Regions from separate parts of the Callithrix jacchus genome. Here region 1 is linked to region 2. Evidence: chromatin contacts called from public Hi-C data. All regions are on one chromosome and are shown on one strand. The core of a region is the stretch at or near the end of the contact, and the rest is flanking DNA. Distances in the headings are between cores, read along the strand shown. Region 1 overlaps MPRIP (myosin phosphatase Rho interacting protein). Region 2 has its middle 33 kb from the start of MPRIP.

What was found. Hi-C and Micro-C count contacts between places; a contact is called where the count stands out from the background.
Region 1: a Hi-C map of induced pluripotent stem cells shows a contact between it and region 2, with 2.1 times the contacts expected there. The contact joins two enhancer-like sites. A contact is called at or near these places in 2 of 3 Hi-C or Micro-C datasets (induced pluripotent stem cells and skeletal muscle).

Annotation. Positions count from the first base shown.
Region 1 is chr5:62,262,312-62,265,928 of calJac240_pri, reverse strand. MPRIP (myosin phosphatase Rho interacting protein) reads right to left here. Exons shown (of 23, transcript XM_078372232.1): 9 at 2,156-2,212; 10 at 893-961. Among named protein-coding and RNA genes, the nearest start is that of PLD6, 72 kb to the left of the region's middle. Within about 2 kb of position 1,713, at least 2 of the 16 cell types and tissues checked have an H3K27ac peak or open chromatin away from gene starts, as enhancers often do.
Region 2 is chr5:62,117,596-62,121,475 of calJac240_pri, reverse strand. No RefSeq gene overlaps it. Among named protein-coding and RNA genes, the nearest start is that of MPRIP, 33 kb to the left of the region's middle. Within about 2 kb of position 1,250, at least 6 of the 16 cell types and tissues checked have an H3K27ac peak or open chromatin away from gene starts, as enhancers often do.

The DNA.
Region 1 (3,617 bases), core at 464-2,963, 140 kb before region 2:
CTGGGACCCCCAGAGGTCTACAGATCACAATTGGAAGTGCTGTTCTGTGCATGCACAACCAAACACTTACACAGGCTCCTTACTTCCCTAACGATGAACACCACCAGAGGCCCGCTGCCCACACTTTCCTACCCCTACTTTTTATCACTACCGCCTTTAGTCTGTAAAAGACTGGCTCAGAGTATTTGATACTCTAGCTCTTAGCGATGGGTATTTAGGCTCTTTCCAATCTTCTGGCTATTGCAAATGTGTGGGAATGACTAACCTGAGTATGTGGAAGTATATCTGAGGGATTCCTGGAGTAGAACTACTGGGGAAATGGCGGAAGAGGCTTGCCAAACTGTTTAGAAGAGGTTATTTTATTTGTAGGTGAAAAAAGAAAGCCCCTTCTAGTTGTTCTTTGACCACAGAATCAGGATTGCCAAGTGGCCCAACAAAGCTCATCTATCATATCTTGTCCTTGTCCAGAAGGCAGGGGACAAGATTTAGCTAAATTCTTCCAACTCCATTTACCATGAAATCTCTTTGTGGAAAAAACAAAACTGTTTATCCTGAGTTTTCAAATTTCAGTGCTTTTCAAAGAACAGAGAAAATAAAAGCTGCCCAAATCCACTGCATGTAGGCACCTAATTCAGGGCCTTGATGAAGTCTGGCATCATAGCCAGGAAAATAGTCACAAGGACAAAGGCTGATCTTGTGCTCACCTTCCCACCAGGCTGGGACTGGGAAACCTGAGGGCAATATGGACACACCTTTGGCAAGGGAACACCACTGAAGGGCATTGTCCTCAGGAGTGGAGACATCAGCCTAGGGGAAGCAGATCTCCCAGCCCCAGATGCTACCTGGACCCTTCCAGCTGTCTCCACAGCAGAAGCAAAGCCCAGACACTCACCTCCTCAGCCACTGAATCCCTGTAGTATCTCAGACTTTGATCAGCCAGGACAAACCAGTGTTTCTTCCACTGAAGGGGAAGAAAAGAAGTAAGACTCGACTACCAACTCCCATACAGCATGCCTGCCACTCCACGGCAATGCACAGCCAGCCTGTGCGGCCTTCCCAGCACAGGGAAAGCAGGGGACAGGCTGACCCACTCCCTTGACAGCACACAGGGGACTGTACTGGGACCCGCAGGCAGCCATGCACTCACGTCCTCAGGACGCTCGCTAAGCTGCAACCCTCCAGTGAAGACGCAGCACAGACAGCTGAGCAGGGCTTGGCTGTGGACTCTATGACCAGTGGTGTGGCTGGTGGCCAGGCCGTGCAGTCCTCAATAACTAGAGGCTGCAAACAGGCTGGGCCCATCGGAACAGAAAGGTGGCTGTGAAACAGCATCTCCACCTGCAGGTGGCAGCCTGCACGGGTAACTAACCAGCTAGAGACCAAGTCTTCACTGTGAGCAGTAAGGAGGGGACCTTGAATCTTCAGGCCAGGCCAAGGGCATTTGATATGGAGGAGAGAGAAAGAGGATGTCTTGCCATAGCAGCTCAGGAAGCAGGAAGGGAGTGCGGATGGGCTGGGTTTCGGGGCCTCTTAGGTAAGGACCCAGCAGGCTCCTCTTCATGCCTCCTTGGGAGCCCTGGCCTTCCAGCCCACAGCACAGGGTCAAGGTGGGCTGGCAGGTCCAGCCTCAGATGGTTCTTCCTGCTTGAGTCTCATGGCAAGAATGTACCATGTTTGCTCTTTCCAGGGCTAACACTGCCACTGCAGCTGAGGGGTCTCACGCATGAGAGTGCTAGAGTGCTAGGCTACCGTCTACTTGGCTAGCTTGCATGGAAACATAAGCCAACCCCACAGCCAGAGGCTTTCTTTGTCCCTGGGGAAGCCAGGCCCCTAAAGAACTTTTAGGAAAGATCACCAAGTGGGGGCTAGTGTTATAAGGCATCCCTAAGGCCTGAGGCCAAGACCCCTTGCCATGAGCAGACAGGCCGACTGAGCGCCCCTCCAGAGCACCCTCCACTGCAAAAATGGAGGCTGTGTGCCTGCACTTCTAGGAGCAGATGGGAATTTCAGCCACAGCCTTGGTCTGTAAGACAAGGGGCATGCATGGAGGAGCCAGGCATGGAGCCAGCGCTCGCCGACTGGCTGGGGACAAGGTCAGCTCACCCTCATCCTGCCCCAAGACTCCCCAGGGGCCACGGCAACCCTGCACACTCACCTGGCCATCCTCATACTGCTTAGTCAGCCAGCCTTTCTTGAAATTCAGCAGGTCGGGCTGAGTGAGAAAGGGAGAAAAAGAAACAGCTCAGAGGAGACTCCGATAGGGTCATAGGTGTTTGATGGGGCCGGTATTGCTGTCCAGATGAGGCGGGTACCAGGAAAGGGGTTTCTCCACCTGCCAGACAAGCCTGTGCAGCCCCCTCACCCTGGTGGGTGCTGCCCACAACCTGCCTTCTATAGGCATGCTCAACCTTCAAGAAGGAGATGGTGGGCCTGGCAGGCTGGCAGGAAAGAAGGTATGGTCTCACTGCCCTGTGAGCGGCGTGGGCTCCAGCCTGTACAGGGCTCACAGCACAGGGCCTATCTGGGGGGCAGAAAACAAGCCCAGAAGAAGAGTCACAGAGCACTTTATTTGAAGGGAAACATCTGCAGGGAAGACTGAAAGAATTGATTCAAAAGTTCTTGCAGAAGCCACAGGAAGCCTGGGAAACAGAGATGTGTGGTTTTAGGAAGCAGCAGCTGCAGCCCCGCTGAGACCCTCCGGCCATTTCTCCACCAGGAGCAGGCTTGACCTGTATTCCCCACAGGTCAAGGAGCAGGACAGCAGACAGCGGGGCAGCACCCAGGCACAGGGCTCTGTCCTTTCTCCACCTGTGTTGCCCAGACACACCTGGAACCTGAAGAGTATCCTGAGAGAGCAGTGCCACCTGCAGCCCACCTGGCTGGGCCCCACAGAGACACGGGTCACCCCACCTCTGGTCCCCGGTGCTCTCCACTTTTCTACAGCCATCTCCTCAGAAACCAGCTTTGATGTCTTTTTTTATTATTCCAAGGAGCGAGACTAAGTGAGAACAGGCAAGAAATTGTCAGGACAACTACCAGGACAGAGCATACTGGGAGCTTCTGCTCAGAATCCTGTCTCTGAGGAGTGAGGGAGGAACCACTCACAGGTGGCTGCTGCCTAGGTCTGGCCAAGGCTGACCCAGAGAGATAAGAAGTCCCTCTATAGAGCCCTGTTTCAATCCCAACATCCTGCCAAGCGGTGCAACTTCCCTGCTGCTAGTTATTTGAGGCACCCAATCAAAAGCAACACTGTGAAATTAGGACACCCTAACCCAAGAAACCCTTAAATAGGGAGGTCCTCTCCTACATGCTTGTAGTTGCCATTGTGGCACAGGACCTGAGGTGTGGGCCTACCACCTGCCCCCCTCTGACAGCCTGCCTAGCCTGTGGATCTTTAACAAAAACTTATTAACGTCCATATCGTGGTTATGTCATTGAAGCCATACCTGCAGTCCAACCCCCGATGGCAAGGCCTATGCAGGTGGGCTCCCTACTGGTGCTCTCTGCTGGCTGCTGGGGACAGGAGCTCCCAGCTAAGCTGACGGAGAACCGAGTGGTTTTGTTCAGGTCACCTGAAGCAAAACCCAGACAAGGAGAAACCCAAACTTTACTCCTCC
Region 2 (3,880 bases), core at 1-2,500:
GGTAAGGCACCTAGGAGGGTGCCCTCCCATGCCCAGCACTTGGCAAATGCTGCTGGGGATTTGCACAGGAAGGAAGTGACCCTTTGTCCTATTTATTGCCCATAGTTTCCTTCTGGAATCCGAAAGTGGCGTGTGGTGTGGCTGGCAGAGCAGACTGCCCAAGGGAGCCAGGAGGAGGAGAGGAGGAGACAGGTGGGGGAGGCCTCCTCCATGGCTGCTGGAATGCTGACCTGGAAAAGACCTCCAGAGGGGGCATGTCCAACACTCAGCTGGCCTTGCTTCTGCCACTAGGCCTGGCACACATCGGGTGCTCCCTGAGCCACGTTGAGGAAGGAATATCTAACACTTGAAAACATTCTAGAGCCATAAAGATAAGACTGGTTGGCCCCAGACCAAACCTCAAATTGGTCCCAAGGAAGATTTCACAACTTCCTTTGAGAAATACCTCCCAGTGTCACCTGGCGTGAGTCAGGAAGTCCTTCTTGAGAGCTAACCTAAATCCTTCCTGCTCACCCTCCTCATGCTCAGGAGAGGAGGCAGAGAGACTGTGCCCCCAAGGAGGTGGGGACAGGTGGGCCTTGCACCTCATAGCCCGTGTGAGATCCCGAGAAGGTGAGGCTGGGCACTGACTCAGCTTCGACACACGGCATTTCCATTCCCTTCCCGTGACTCAACAGGGGAGGAGCCCTGGGGCCACTCACCTCTGTCTTCTCAACCTGCAACTCCCCCACCCATTCCTGGATTCCTGGGATGCAGGAATCCCTCTGGTCTGTGTTAAGGAACCCAGAGCAACTTGAGACAGTAGTGGATGTACAAGCTGGCATGAGTCACCCCTCAAAATCAGGACCAGTGAGGGCTCGAAGAGGCCACACCGTCCCTGGCAGCCTGGCCTCTTCTCACTTCTCTGGGAAAGTGGCCTTGAGCTTGCATGGCATCTGGGCCAGCTTCTGCCTCTGACCTGCACTGTCCTCTGTGTCACCCGCCTCCAGGGTGATCCTTCTCCTGGCATTTAGACAGCTCCACCCATGGCTTCACACAAACCTCTGCCATCCTGGTTCAAACATTGACCAGCTGTGTGACTTTTGAGAAGCCCTTCCCGTGTTTGAAAACCAAGCTGGGAGGATGTTGCGTCACTGCCATCATGGTTATCACTGAACCATCACAGGAAAAAGCACTTCTTATGCTGTGGCTACGTGCAGAATGGGCTTCCCATGCCTGAGTCCCCCAGCCCCCCAGAGACACTGCCATCAGCCTCGAGCATAGTTCTCGGTACCCAGCCCGGGTAAAGCCGCGTGCCTCAGGCCTTCAGAACCACAGTGCCCAGAGCTCTGGCTGGGCTTTGTCCCAGCAGATAAGACTGGCCAAGCCCTGGCTGAGCTGGAAGAACAGCTCCCTCAGCTGGCAGGGACCTGCCCTGTTGCGATTTGGGCTCTGAGTAAATGCTGATGGGGCAGCCTGCACGCCAGGCCAGGATGGACAGAGGCAAACTCTGTACCACTGAGAGCTTAGAAGCTAGGGTTGGATTATCTGGATCAGTGGCTCGGCCATCACAGATCAAGCGCGGTGACTTTCAGTGGTCAGTGGTTGTTCTCCACACTCTGCAGGCATTTCAACCAATTCTGAGCACAAAATCTAGCCTCTCTTTATACAGAAAAGCCTGCCCAGTCAGTGACCCTGCTGGACAGATCCAAGGCTGGCCCTGGTTCCCTACTGCAGCCACCATCCTGATGTTCATCAGAGCAGGCTGGGGCCTGGCCTTCCTTGCATGAGTGGGTATTCTGAGAGGCCCCCAGTTTGTCCCATCTGCACCTCTGAGAGGTCTCCAGGTGGCCAGAGGAGCGAAGCTGCCCTCCAGGTGCCTGTCCGTGCCTGGGAGAACAGAGTAGAAGCATCGTGCAGTGACTCTAGGCGCTGAACAACTCCCCTGGACCCTTGGGCCTGCATCTGACTCGGCTGCAAAATCAGAAGCCGAGTCCAGGCAACAGCTCAGCCACTCCCGGTCGCTCCTCCCCGGACACCTGGTTACCAAAGTCAGCAAAGAATGCAGTAATCACCACCTGGTTACCGCGGTGTGAACACAACAGTCACCAACACCTCCTTGACCCGTCAGTCTTCAGGACCAGGGGTGGACAGGCAGGTTCTCTGTGTTTATGAGAACCACACAGACTAAGCACAAGCATGGAACCAGAATTCCAGGTGAAGAAACCTCACTCACAGAAGCCCAGCCTGCTTCTGTGACTCCACCAGGTAATATAGTGCACCTGGGCGGGTGCCAGGAGCCAAGCAAGGGACTCCTCATGAGTGGGAATCCCTATGTTCCTGTTACTACTGTAAAACAGAAGGTAAACAGTCTTATGAATGTATTTCCTTAGGAAAACTGTTCTAAAAACTTTTATTAGGAAAGATATCTATTTATTTAATATTGAACTTTGGCCAACTTTGTGATAGAATATAAAGTAAAGAAATTTAGGAAATCCCCACTTTGGGAGGCTGAGGCAGGTGGATCACGAGCTCAAGAGATCGAGACCATCCTGGTCAACATGGTGAAACCCCATCTCTACTAAAAATACAAAAAATTAGCTGGGCATGGTGGCACGTGCCTGTAATCCCAGCTACTCAGGAGGCTGAGGGAGGAGAATTGCCTGAACCCAGGAGGCGGAGGTTGCAGTGAGCCAAGATCATGCCATTGCACTCCAGCCTAGGTAACAAGAGCGAAACTCTGTCTCAAAGAAAAAAGAAAAGAAATTTAGGAAATCCCTATTTCTCACTTCTACATTTTTTCAAAAATAATTTTGTTACAGAGTTCAATGTACTGTGCACTATTGATCTTCTTTTTTGAGATGGAGCCTCACTCTGTCACCCAGGCTGGAGTGCAGTGGCATGATCTTGGCTCACTGCAACCTCTGCCTCCCGGGTTCAAGTGATTCTCCTGCCTCAGCCTTCTGAGTAGCTTGGACTACAGGCATGTCCCACCACACCCGGCTAATTTTTGTATTTTTTAGTAGAAATGGAGTTTCATCAAATTAGACAGGCTGGTCTAGAACTCCTGACCTCCTGAACTCCCACCTCAGTCAGCCTCCCAAAGCTCTGGGATTATAAGTGTGAGCCACCGTGCCCAGCATACTATTGATTTTTTATTGTGAAAGCAAAGAATTTCGTCAAAACAAAATATTTTAAATTATGAGTGTGAAAATTGTGTATAATTTTGCAATTGTAATATTAATCAAACTGTAATTCTAATCATGAAGTAATGTGCCTTAAACGCCCCTCCAGTTGTGGGTTGGCAGTGTCTGGGCAGGGAGGACCCATCACCCAAATCCTGAACGATTGTGAAACCAATTCTATTAAAAACATTTCAAGGCAAAAAAAAAAAAAAAAAAAAAGCAGCAGCAGCAGCTAGGGTCGGAAAGCATGGGAAAGGGTCAGATACCCAAGAGAAACAAGTGCTGATGTCCACCAAAAGAAAGTATCTTACATTCTATGAACTAGAAAGAAACAAATGTTCTCCTACATTACATAGCAAAGGGAAAGACCAGATGACTCTGTCATGCAATAACTTAGATGAATCTCTCAGACAAAGTTGGACAGAAGAATCCAGACACAAAAGAGCCCGCACAGGACAGAGTACAAAAATAGGCAAAAATCATCTATGGTGATAGAAGCCAGGGCACTGGTTTCCTGGTGGGGCTGGTGGAGGACGGGGTTGTAGACAGGAAGGAGGCACCAGGGAGCTTTTTGGGGTGCTGGAAATGTTCCATGTCTTCATCTGGGGTGTGACCACAGGGTGGACATGTTTGTTAAAAGGCATTAAGTTGAACACCACCATTTGTGTACTTTGATGTATATTTTGCCTTTATTTTGAAAAGAAGAGAAGAAGAAC